Regions from separate parts of the Triticum aestivum genome. Here region 2 is linked to region 1. A link is a contact called in public Hi-C data. All regions are on one chromosome and are shown on one strand. Each heading gives the region's core, a stretch centred on a gene start, on an enhancer-like site or on the middle of the called end of the contact. The rest is flanking DNA. Distances are from core to core; before and after follow the strand shown. Region 1 holds the start of LOC123070428 (chloride channel protein CLC-e). Region 2 holds the start of LOC123070431 (F-box/kelch-repeat protein At1g23390).

The links. Hi-C and Micro-C count contacts between places; a contact is called where the count stands out from the background.
Region 2: a contact with region 1 is called in a Hi-C map of leaf, with 5 times the contacts expected there. The contact joins the promoter of LOC123070431 here to the promoter of LOC123070428 in region 1. A contact is called at or near these places in 4 of 5 Hi-C or Micro-C datasets (leaf and an unstated tissue).

The regions. Positions count from the first base shown.
Region 1 is chr3B:470,066,327-470,073,094 of IWGSC CS RefSeq v2.1, reverse strand. It overlaps LOC123070428 (chloride channel protein CLC-e), which reads left to right and starts at 3,290. Exons shown (of 7, transcript XM_044493654.1): 1 at 3,290-3,726; 2 at 5,806-6,193; 3 at 6,685-6,768. The coding sequence starts at 3,439. LOC123070430 (a long non-coding RNA gene) reads left to right here. Exons shown (of 5, transcript XR_006433677.1): 4 at 76-1,432; 5 at 1,544-2,294.
Region 2 is chr3B:470,245,137-470,251,904 of IWGSC CS RefSeq v2.1, reverse strand. LOC123070431 (F-box/kelch-repeat protein At1g23390) reads right to left here and starts at 2,792. Exons shown (of 1, transcript XM_044493655.1): 1 at 1,220-2,792. The coding sequence starts at 2,621. The coding sequence ends at 1,350.

The DNA of each region.
Region 1 (6,768 bases), core at 2,041-4,540:
TTGTGCTTCTTCACAAGTTCCAAGTTGTTATTTGGCGATTAATTTAATTTGGGTTCTTGGCACTCGCTCGTGCAGGTTATGACTATGCCGTAGGTGACGTGCGGAAAGGCGACCAAAGAGTACATGAAGAATTCTTGCTATCAACTAGGGCTGGATGCCCCCAGGAAGAATGCCGTGAGTCAACTTTAATGACTAATATGTTAATTTCTTCTAGCTACACAATATGAGATATTGCTTCTTAATTAACGCTTACTGCTACGTAGTAAGATGACAATGGGATTTTGTTTCTCGAGTTGGCACTCAGTAGTAAAAGTGGTTTATACTTCGAATAGTTGAGCAGAAAACTGGCGTGTCATGGCTCCTAATGTTACAGAGCAAGTGGACAGACTCTATCCCCCCCCCCCCTCTCTCTAGACTTTGTTTTCTAGGTTTGGTTGGGTACAAAAGGCTAGATTCTGGTATATATTCATTGATGCAGAAGCTAGAAGCTCATTGATATTATTTTTCTTGCCAAACATACAAAGGATTGTGCATAAAACTTCCAGCTTGAAATCTACATCTGGGTTACGAGCTTTCTCCAGAATTTAAGAACATCGTTGTGGACATTTAGATATTTTTGTAGTATTCTTCAGGGTCTTGACTTAATTTCTTTTCACACAGTAAAATATTAATTATATGTTGTACAGTAGTAGTACTGTGCATACTATGTACTCAAGTTTATTAAAGTCAAAGCAGGAAAGGAGATCAGAGTTCAGGGCATGTTCAGCTCCACCCATGCATCAAGGGAAATATATACGACGCAAATGATAACGTGTTCTGCTAGATGACATAGTACAAGGTTCAGCAGCGACGACATGATCTCAAACATGCCACTGGCATGGCACCTATACTAAACTTGATTTGTTCTCTCAATATGGAGTGTTAATCTTCTCCTCTGCATAGTACAAATATTCCCTTAGCTCAAAGGATATAGACATGGTGAGTTTGGTTGGAGGAAATAAGAATGATTTATAAAAGTAATAAAAGGGAGATAATGCTGCTTGATGTGTATGGGGATTCTGAAGATATATATGATTGATACTTTCCCTGCATGATATAGATTAGTCGAGGTTTGCGAAGTTCTCTATAAAAGAACTATGTGGGGTTCTATTATTGTATTATTTCTAACACGTAAAATATTTAGGCCCCCGTTGCATTGCAAGGGCAATCAGGTCATGGCAGAATCAAGTAGGAACTAGGAAGTAGGAAGGGACCAGTCCCGCCCCCAGCGACAAAGACTCCGACAACGGTGACGGCAGTGTGTCCCGGCGAGCGTGAGCAATGGAAGCATAATCTCCAAGTAACTGACCAAGACGTTGTCCAGGTCACACGTCGAGGACTTCCTGCCGCCACCTTGGCTGCTGTTGTTGTCCCCTCAAATAAGCCATATAAGGTTAGTTCCATACACTGCAAATGCAACTTGCAAGCATGGGGACATGTACAGAACACAAGTGTCATACACACAGAAATCATCAACTTTGTGTTTTAATTGTCTGAATTACAGGCATCCCTAGCTGCACTTGCAGGTCAAAAACATGTGCATACTTCGGTAGGCACAACAAGCAGACCTATACAAATTTGCTACAAAGGCCTGAGCTACTGAATATATATACCTGTAATAAAAAGAGGCTTTCCTATCGTCCTCTTTCATGTTCAAGTTCCTAATGAAGCAGCCATGAAAGACTGGGTCAACAATGAAATAAAATAGAAAACTAAACCCACTGTTCATGATCTTTGTGGAAGAAAACACATACGATTCTTATTCTGTAAGAGTTGTTTGTCTTTTGAGTTACTGCATAGGCAAAATGCCAAAATTCAGTGTAGTCTTTTCGGTTAATCTCATCATCATGTAATTAATATTCTGTGAAGACTACAATATACAGCGAGGCAATGAGAAGAACTGGACCTGGTGTGTGAGTGTATAAATATACAAGAAGCTATTTTTATCCAATCTTGCTATTAATGACCATGTGGTGTAATCTTGGGCTATTTGTTGTAAATAGCTAAAAGTGGTTCATAATTCTTGGTGTGTTTTGCTGTTTCTTGCGCTGGAGGATCTGCTCCTTCCCCACGCGTGCCCGCGAGGACAAGGAGTCATAGTGGTGGCCACTAGCAGCGCCAGAAGGAGCGTCCATTCAAGCACATTCAACCAGGATGGTGTGCACGTTTTTTTTAAAAGCTCAGGCTCCTCTTTCTTACATGAGTTATTCTTAATTATTGATTTGATCTGTAGGATTTACATCAGGTTGGCACAATTTGATGAACTTGAATTGTTTTATGTTGGTCATTATAATTTTTGTGAGTTTTTGTTGTTAGCCCGTTGCAACGCACGGGCACTTTTACTAGTAAAAATATCATGCGAACAATAATAAAACTGCCACACTCTCAATAACCAAATCACCATCCTCTTAACAATAAAATGCCATGCTCTCAATAATAATATTGTCATGCTATTAACAGTAAAACTACCATGCTGTAATAAAACTGTGATTCTCTTAGTAATAAAACTGCCATGTAAGACATCAATATTTTTTTTTCAAAAAATGGTATGAATAAGAAATACAATTCCCAAAGTTTGCCATGCGGCATTACAAAAGGACATAGAAATTGCCATGTTTTGGAACACACAAAAATGTCATGGATTAAAATTAAAAATAAATTGCCATGCTACCTATAACTAAAAATGCACATGACAAGTTTAGAAAAAAAACCCAGTAAAAACATCAGGATTTTTTCTTTCAAAATAAAAAAATAAGGATTTTTGGATTATGTTTTCAAAAGGAAAATCCACTTAAAAAAATTTAGGTTTGACATACATATGGCAGCTTCGTAGCAAGTGTTCACAAAAACCCACTACGGTCGAGTGGTAAGCACCCTGAGCGCTGCTATACACACGATACACAGCAGACGATCTCTGCCCGATAGAGCACATCAGTGCGTCCAAGCAGATCATCGGACGATGGATTGGCCATCATGCAACTGCCGTGCACTCAGATACACCCTCGTCCAAGAAAACGTGTAACAGCGAACGAAATCTACGTGACATCGGCTTGTGTCAAGATCCGTACAAAGACGGGGAAGGCGTTCGCTGGGATGAGCTCCCTGGCTGCCGTTTGCCAGATATTATTTCCGTTTATCTCAGAATAGTTGGGCAGAAATCGAGGGAAAGAGCACAGGCGAGAGGATAAACGTTGCGGATTGTTGTCCACCAGACTATACCGAGGAAACTAATAATGAGAAAACAGCCCTCCTCGTCTGGAAAGGCCGGAATTCCCCAGAGGCGTTTTTTTGCCTTGAGCCTCCAAAGATGAGAACAGTGCAGCTTCGAGCCCCTACTAGAACAGCATAGCACTAGCAGAGATGAGATAGCTGGCTCTACCGGTCCCGCAATCGGAATCCATGGCGCCAGCCGCGACCCCGTGCTCCCCGCGTCTCCTACTCGCCTCGTCTGCATCTCCGCCTCCTCTCTTCCGCGTCGCGGCCCGCCCCCTGCTGCCCGGTACCCGCCGCGGGGGCGTGCGCCTTCGGGTTCGATGCGGAGCGGCGGACGAGGAGGCCGAGGTTCGGCGGGGGGAGCAGGTTAAGGCGTCCGTGGAGGAGATGGCGCCCGGCCTCGACCTCGTCACGCTCGCAGCCTGCCTCGTGGGCTTCCTCACAGGCGTCTCCGTTGTCCTCTTCAATCTTTCCGTAGGTGCTTGCGAACCACACTATGGTTTGATTCTTTCAGAATTTCAAATTGGTTCAACAGTCACTCAACTGCTGCACGAATCATGCAACTAATGCTTTTGTGGTAGTTTTCTACTCCCTCGTCTCATAATATAAGAGCGTTTTTGGCAGTAGTGAGGGAGTAGTAGATAATGGTAGTGAACTTCCCTTCGGTGTTTGCATCGGAAGATGTACGCATTCAAATTTATTACTACCTCTGTTCATTTTTATAAGACGTTTTAGGCATTCAGACACTGTTCAAAACAGTACACAGCAAGCTGTGTGAAACGTCTTATAAAAACAAACGGAGGGAGTACTGTACTTCATTACAACATTCACGCTCAATGGCTCTGAGGGAAATCATAAGCTACATAAAGCTTGTGCGAAATCCAACATTACATATCAAACCAACTGTCATCCCAAATGGAACATAAATCCCGTGGTAGTCCAACTCCATCTGCTCCTGCAGTAAGGGCCATGACAGCAGCCAGTTGGCACATATAAGAAGATCACCGTTGTCATTCCTGTATGAGGTGTAGCCAGTTGTAAAAGCTTGATGATCCAACCTAACCATGCTCACATCAGAAGCTATTTCGTGGAAGGTAATCAGAAGCACTCATTATAGCTCAGACACCTGCATTTTATTCTATCAAGTAATTGAACTTCATGTATCCGTGATTTAGCTCGTCATACTGAAAATTAAAAACGAGGACCGCCTTCACCACCTTAAAAAACCGATGGCACCTTCCTACCTGCCAAAGTTCTAGCTTGATTTGATTTTCATTCATAAGTCGGATGGATATTGATGCTGAATATACGAATGAACAATACCTTCGAAGCATTGCTCATATCTCCAACATATAGCTTAGGGGGGCTAGCAGTTTCTTTCAACTCAAACTCAGCATAGCCTCATGTCTTATTCGGATCGACAAGGAGCAGACTGCAATTGTGCAGCTGTGTCCAGCTGAGACACGATGCCAAGGGTGGTGAGCCTAGCTGCCTACCAGTTTGGAAGCAACCATGTCCTAGCTGGACATGACACTGGCACTGTTGGAGCTGACCGGAGTAGCTCCTCATCTTCTTCTACCTCTCTACCTCTCAATCTCACTCCAGTAGCCAACAAACGCACTGACCCGACCATAACAGCCAGCCACTAACTAACCCATGCACTAACACAGGACTCGGCTAGCACAGGCACACATGCAGCTAACAAACTTGCCAGGCCATGGCGCACACCATTGCCTGACCTAGACCGACACGGTGGACACGAACGCGAGCATGTACTCACGTGCCACCGGGACACAGATGCACATAGGTGTTGCAGACTCGAAAACACACGTCATAATGCGCGACGCACACACATGCCATGACCGGACACGACGTGGTTTATTTTCCTAACAGGCACAGCTAGGTGTCAGACCATGGATTCGTCACATTAATTTGATGGCTTGCTATGTTGAAAGATACCTTAAACCTATAAGGTTCAAGTGAGGTTTCAAACTGTTATGAAGTTGGATAAGAGTATCTTTTTTGTTTTTGTTTTTGTTTTTGTCTTTTGGAAATGGAAGTTTTTATTGATTCATCACCATGTATGATGTATCTAGATGATACAATCACAAAAGAGTTCGGCTTCTGGAGGTCAGAGTATCTGTTTAGGCTGCCTCCTATATATAAGAGGGAGCTGTGCCCATGAATAAAACAAGCAACATAACTCCAAATCATTATTTCTCCGATTTCTCTCGTGCCTTCCCCTCTAATCCCCCTGAATACCTGAACAACATGGCCTTAGGCTGAAAACGTTCAGTATATTGCGACACGTGTTACGTTACAGTACAGGATGCGGCACCCCATCTTTGGCTAGGTTCCAATTCCGAATTCTGTAGGTGTCCACCAAATGTTGGGTGAACTTGAAACTTCAGGTCTTAAGTCAGAATGATACAATTTGAAAGTTTAGGCACCTTGTTGCATTTTGCTACTGATGGGAATCATTTTTAAATATTCACGTTGTTAGTTTAAGTACATGTTATTGCTTCTTTGGATGTATTTTTTTTTTTACCATAGGTTCATGAAATACGGGACCTGCTTTGGGATGGCATACCACTGCGAGGCGCTTCGTGGCTGAGGGAAGAACCCACTGCTGAAATTTGGCAGAGAGTGATATTTGTTCCCGTCAGTGGAGGCATCATAGTTGGAGGGCTGAATACGCTAAGAAGTTCTATCAAAACAAACTCAGATGGCTCTGTTTCTAATATAAAAGGTGTGTTTAGGCCATTCTTGAAAGCTGTGGCGGCATCTTTCACTCTCGGAACTGGCAACTCTCTGGGGCCTGAGGGACCCAGCGTGGAAATAGGTTCTGCTATAGCGAAAGGATTTGGAAATGTGTTTGGGTGGGAAGGCGGAAAAAAGCTGTCTCTTGTGGCAGCTGGGTCAGCAGCTGGCATTGCATCTGGTAAGTTCTACATCCCCAATTGTTTATATATTTTGTTACAAGGTATGTTCCATCAGTATGATGGATTAACCATTGGGTAAGCATGTCATAATTTGCTTGATTTCTTCATGCTTATATCAAATCAATTTAAACTAACAGGGTATCCTGTCATAAAAGAAAATCAGTTCCCTATAGATAGTTTTGTCCACATATATTCACATTTTGATGTTGGCCTACTATAATTAGTTAATCATACATACTGTATACATTTATGTAATATAACTATAATTTAGTTGCATGCGTTGGTGGAATTTTAGGGAATGTTCCTGCGCCATGTAACTTTACCTAGCCGCAAGTATGTGATTCACCTGTTATTGTTTTTCGAAAAGGATTCACCTGTTATGAGTACTCTGATATGGTCAACATGTCCAATGGTAAAGTCAAAATATTCCGTGTCTTCTGCTTTCTGATTCCATTTTACTTATATTTCAGGTGATTTCCTTGTATTTTAGGTTTTAATGCTGCTGTTGCTGGGTGTTTTTTTGCGGTGGAGTCTGTTTTGTGGCCTTCATCTGGCGATTCTTCATCCCTTTCCA
Region 2 (6,768 bases), core at 1,543-4,042, 180 kb before region 1:
ACCCCGCCGTATCCTGACACCACACTTGCCATCACCAACGGTGGAGCACATGCCGCAACCTTACTAGCGCTATCCCCGTGGATCTGGTGGGGACATGCTGGAGATTGCTCGTCCGAACGTCTTAGGCTCGCCCCGGCGACCACAGGACGAACCCGTTTGATTGGAGCCACCACCCATCGGCAGGAGCTGGTAGCCGTGACAAACAGCGCCAGACAATCACATCCAGGAAGGATCCATCATTAGTTGAGCCTTGAATGGCAGGGGAGCCACACAGATCTCACCAAGAGCAGCCACCTGGACAGATCTAATGAGAAGCAGCCGCGGGGACGGATCTGGTGAGAAGCAGCCAGACAATCACATCCAGGAAGGATCCAACATTATTGGAGCCTTGAACGGCAGCGGAGCCGCACGGATCTCACCAGCTGCCTGGACAGATCTCACGTGAAGCAGCAACCAATCACATCCAAGAAGGATCCAACATTAGTGGAGCCTTGAACGGCAGCGGAGCCGCACAGATCTCACGAGAAGCAGTCGCATGATCACCCGGGGAGAGGGGAGTGGAGGAGAAAGAGATCCCGTCACCACCGGCAACCATGCGGGACTTTGCCCCGGAGGTGCTGACAGGCGGCGACGAAAGCAAGAGGCCGACGAGAGGGTCGGTGTGGTGACGGCGTTGGTGCCGCCCTAGTCGCCTAAAACAAGTGACGAGGTGTCTGTTTGGTTTCATCAAGAGAAAAGCTCACAACAGCGGTTGATGGTTGTTGATTGATTCAATCTACAATCTACTCCCTTCAATCACTAGTACACGATGTTCTATTTTTTTTAAAAATCAAACATACATAGACACGTTTTAGTGTAAGGAACTCCTTTGCGGACAATAATTCACGGGACGATTCCTGAACGACAGCTGATGCAATGGTTCTCCTGTACACGGCCGACACGATGAAAGGCTTCGGCCAGTGGCGAAGCCACTCATCAGCTGGGTAGTCAATTGACTACCCAGCTTTTTGATGAAACTAGCATATGCTTGCAAAAATGTTGAATTTTTTTGTTTAATTTTGTGTACTTGACTACACAATTTAAAAATGACTACACAAGACTGCAGTTCTGGCACCGCCATTGGCTCCGGCCACACGTCGTCCACAAATCGTCTTTACATTGTCGTCCGTATAGCATTGCTCTTTAGTGTATTTATTACTCACTCATTTCAGTCAGTCCATTGGGTTTGAAGATTCCTGAAACTTGAATGATATACAAAGCATCTTATGTTTATGAACCGAGGGAATGATATACAAAGCATCTTAAATTTATGAACCGAGGGAGTATTTTATTTAACTAAAAACTGTGTTTCACTGTACATCCGCACATGCACGTTGTGGGCCCAGAGGTGATAGTCCACGCGACAGCTCGAGCTCGTCCAACCCCACCGGCGAGCACGCGAGGATGACGCGGCCCAGCGGCTCGGCGCGGACCGAGGGCGCGCACGGCACCCACTCCCACCGCTCCACGGCGCCCCCCGTCTTCCCCTCCTGCAGCTCGTAGAGCACGGCGCCGTTGGCTGGCTCGGCCGAATTGTACACGTACCCTCCGGTGGCGTTGCCGCACACCGCGATCGACGGGAGCGTCTCCCCGTCGTCCTCCTCGTCCTCGTCGTGGGGGAAAAGCCTCGCCGACATCTCGCTCGGCATTGCGTCGTGGCCCGCGCCGGGAGGCAGATCCAGAGTGTCGCCGTCCACCTCCCATGCTTGGATGACGACTTTGTTCTTTGCCCCCTCGCCTTCGCGCTTCGCTCCGAAAAGGACGAGCTGCTCGGCGCCGGCGCGACCAGGCGCGACGCCCCACGTGGAAACGCCGGCGTCTGGTTTGAGGCGACGGGTTGGACCCCACCGCCGCATCGACGGATCGAACCAGCTCGCACACCCGGTGGTTCTGTCCGCGAGGTACACTCTGTGATCCGTCGCGGCCACCGAAAGCCACGTTGCTGCCGCCGACTCGCGGAGCGCCGCCGGCATCGGATCGCAGGCCGCCCAATTCCCGCGCTCGTGGACCTCCACCGCGGCGGCGTCCTCTCCCTCGGCGAGCGCAAGCTGGCACGCGCCGCCGAGGGCGACCACGCGGTCGCCCACCGCTGCCAGCACCGGGTCGACGCGCCACACGCCGGGGGCCTTCATGGCGACGCACGCGGACGTCCCAAGAGGGTCGCCGGCGACGTCGAGGCCGGAGCAGGAGAGCGCGCACACCCGGTCGCCGCGCGCGCCGCGCAGGAGGCGCACGTGCGACGGCGTGGCGTGGCGCGGGGCCTGCACGGTGAGCCACGCGCCGGAGTGCGGGTCGTAGGCCGCGGTCCGGCGGCGGCGGCCGTGGAGGTGGACCACGAGCCAGGGCAGCCGCCGCGGGCGCCGGCGCAGCGCGGACCGCACCGCGCGGAGCCACTCGCGCGAGACCCCCGCCGCGGCGGCGAGGTCGGGCGCCGGCACGCGCTCCACCACCGACTCGAGCACGTCCCCGTACAGGTACAGCGCGGCGAGCGCCGGCGACTCCTCGCCGCCGTCGTCGGCCTCGCACCCTTCTTGATGGTGCCGCCGGTGCTTCGGCTCGCTGGCTGGGATGCTCACGCCCATTTTCGAAACTCCGATGCCACGAGTCCACGCAGGACAAGCTGGACAGCCACTAGCCCACTACTAGTCCTAGGACACAGTTTAGATCTGCACCCGCACTGACGAGCTAAATAGACGAGGCGGAGTGTTTACGAAGACATGGCCACTTGAGTAGTGGAACCCGAAATAATTGTAAGTGGGACTAAATAAACGTTTAACGTGCACTTGGGCTTTGGTTCCTTTGAAAAGGGGAACGACAAGGACGTAAAGACTTATCTTTTCGCCGCCGAACCTGAACGGAGCCAAGCCATCTGCGTTCGTCGGGGCCCTGCAAGATATTATCGTCCGCTGCTGCTGACGCTGAGGCAGCTGACCCTTTGTTTGTTTGTTTTTTTGAGGGGCTCTAGTGCACCATCAGAGGCAATGTCTGAGCTTACAAAGTCTGGCGCTACAAGGCGCCAAGAATGGCACAACTCCCTACAGCAACTCTCCCTAGCTAGTCTATGAGCGACTACGTTTGCGGAGCGACGAACCCAAACAACTCTAACCTCTTGGAACTGGGTAAGTAGCTCCTTGATCTCCTGGACGACCTGACCCATCATCGAGAGATCCTTCTGGATGTTGTTGATCTTCCGAACCGCGTTCGAGTCCATCTCGAACACCACCTTCTGGACATCATTTTCTTGTGCTAGAAGAACACCCCGACGGCATGCTAGGAGCTCGGCAACTTCTGGATCCGACGTAGCTGGGAAAAAATGGCACGCTCCTGCCACGAACGCGCCATGGTGGTCTCTAAGGACCGCTCCACCTCCTCCTGATCCTCCTTGCTTAGCTAGTGCACCATCAGTATTGACCTTCATCCACCCTTCTTCTGGTTTCGTCCAGACATCTTTGTTACGCACAGTTGGCGGCCTCACATTAGTTTCCTTGATCGCCTCCCACTCCTGATCAAGATAAATCACTCTGTCTGCAATCAGGTTCGGGTCCTCTATACGTCCACTATCCCGTGCGTTGTTCCTTGCAAGCCACAGTTCATACCACACCCTCATGACCACCCTCTTCTCCTCATTCGATGCTGCCGCCAGCTAATCCAACACCCAGGTTCGCATATTATCTACCCTGTCAATATGTGTGGGCAGCAGCGCCAGGGGCGCCCCAACACCATTGCCAAGCACTTTCCAGAACTGCATCGAATGAGGGCAGCGCCACATTCGATGAATAACTGTCTCTTTTCTTCCACACGCTATACAGAAGACCCCAGGCTTTACATGCCGTCGCAGCAGTTCAGCCCCTACAACCAAACCATTTTTTAGCAAACACCAACCATGGATCTTGACCTTGTTGGGGACGTCCGCAGCCCATAGCTCCATCCAGCTCCGATGCTCAGCCACCGAACTTGACGAAGAGGCCAGTGCCTTCGACGCCACTTTGAGAGACATACCCAAGTGGTACGCCGACCGAACGGAAAAAACTCCATTTTTAGTATAATTCCATGCCAGGAAGTCCTCCTTTCCTGGTCCTCCGATCAAGATCTGTCTTATATCCTGCACATCACTCGGAGTAAAAACCTGCAGCAGTTTTTCCTCATCCCATGTCGTGCCTTCCGGTGTAAGCAGGTCAGCAACCTTTACAATGTTCGGTACATATGTGGCACCCAGCGGCACCATGCTACCATTACGCGGGATCCAATTGTCATGGAGCACGTTTATCTTTGTCCCTTCCCCAACACGCCATATCAGCCCACGTGCTAGCAGGTCTCTTCCATGCATCAAGCTTCTCCACGTATAGGAACACCCCTGTGGACAAGGAGCAGCCATGACATCCATATCTTCATAGTATCTTGCCTTAAGCACTTTTGCACATAAAGGTATTGGATACATTAGTAGCCTCCAGACTTGTTTGGCCAGGAGAGATTGATTAAACATCTCGAAGTCCCGGAAGCCCATCCCACCAGACTGCTTCCTTGTACACATTTTGTCCCAGGCCACCCAATGAACTTTGCGCTCGCCGTCAGCCGCCCCCACCAGAATTTAGAAGAAATAGATTTCAGCTTCCCGCACATTTTCTTGGAGAGCTGGAAGCAACTCATCGAGAACGTCGGTGTTGCTTGCAACCCCGACTTGACAAGTACCTCCCTTGCTGCCTTCGACAAACCCTGTCCTTTCCACCCCATTACCTTCCCTCTAGAAGATTCTTGAACATACCTGAAGCACCCATCTTTGGACTTGCCCACCATGGTTGGTAACCCAAAGTATTTTTCATTAAGTGCCTCTGATTGTATACCCACCACACCCTTCAAATTAGCCTTGACCTCGTCATTACATCCTTTTCCAAAAAAGATGGAGGACTTCTCCAAATTCACCTTTTGTCCTGATGCCTCCTCATATGTGATAAGAATCTGCCGAAGACGCTCCAAATTCGGCTGTGAGGCCTCAAGGAAGACAATACTATCGTCCGCAAACAGTAGGTGTGTGATTGTGGGGCCAGTGCGCCCAAACGACACCCCCTGTATTTCCCTCTCCCGTTGTGCCTGCTTGAGTAGCGCCGAGAAGCTCTCTGCATAAAATAAGAACAAATAGGGAGAGATGGGGTCTCCTTGTCGCAACCCTCGAGAAGGGAGAAAATCTTCTGATAAACTACCATTAAGTTTCACTGAGAATCTTGCAGAAGTGACACACCTCATAACCATGGCTGTTCATGATTGAGAAAAACCCAGCTTAGTGATCATTTGTTGAAGAAAAGACCATTCCACTCTATCATAAGTTTTCATCATATCCAATTTAACGGCACACAGTGTTTTTTTCCTTTTTCTCTTCCGTATGGCATGTACACATTCATATGCCACGAGCACGTTGTCGGTGATGAGTCTCCCCGGAACAAATGCACTTTGCTCCTCTGATATCAGTATAGGGAGCACACCCTTAAGCCCGGCCAAATTCGTCTCGTCGGCTCGCCTTTGATAAGATCGCCCCGTTTAGTTAGAATCTAGCAGTACGCCCCACTGTGTCATTTCAGCGGGTACTATGAGGTTAATTGTTTCGCAAAGTACTCCCTTCGTCTCATAATATAAGATCAAACGTTCATAAGACGGAGGTAGTACTGATGTTGGTTTCGTTCAGTCCGCAGCGGCTTGTCTTGGAATCCTAATGGATGGTAATTTCTTCGTGACTTTAGTGAAAAGACAAGGTTAGCGCTGAAAAACGGACGGTAGCCCAACCTGCTTCACATTCACAGCTAAAATGAGTGGATAGTTGTTTTAACACTGTGCACATCTTTTAGCCACGAGGTCACCAAAGATATACTGTATAAAACAATTATGCGTTTGGACTTTAGCTTTTTTCCGTGCAAATCTGCTCCTAGAAGCCCAAACAAAGGCAGGGAGCGTGAGAGTGGGCGACCGAAGCACTATACATACACTAGCGTCCTGAACGATCTGTCCACTTTCGCGATTGGCTGCTTGACGTTTCTTGCAGTTCCAGTTCAGAATCATTATTGTCTCCACGGTGCGTGTCCTTGTCAACGAGACAGGAACCACTACTTTGCTAGAAGATTTTCCGAGCTTCCAACCGCAAACGGTAGTTATCTTGTTAGCATGTCAGGCTCAAATGGACGGCACACAATTTTTTGTAGTACTATTGCGCACTCATGAGCATCTATTTTGCGCAAACAAATTTAGCAAGCAAGGCCACGCTTTCAGAGCCTCGCTGTTCACAATAAATAGATTGGTCAGATTTCAGAAAACGGGTTGTTGAAAAATAAAATAATGTGTAGATAAGATTCTGGATTGAAGAATCGCTGTCCGCAATAAATAGATTGTTCAGACTTCAGAAAAAAGAGGCTGAACGATCCTGTGCGCGTCAGGCACCTGGAAACAGCGGGCAGAGTAATTGGAAACGTTTTACTTGCTGTAGCACGACCGAACGAGGCGGCGCCGCCGGGGAAGCGGTCGGAGCCGGGCAGCGGCGCCTGCTCCCCGAGGTTTAGTCTATTTGGATCGTTGAGAAAGAGATCAAGATCGGTTGGCCAGGCGGCCCGGCTAGCAAAGGGACGAAAGCCAGTTCCTGGTCCTTTTCGTGGTGGCTGCAGGCTACCAGCCTACGGGTCACTAGCATGAGAAGAACGTCCGTCTGTCACGTCATCGCACCAGGATATGCATCCCCAAACGGCTGGA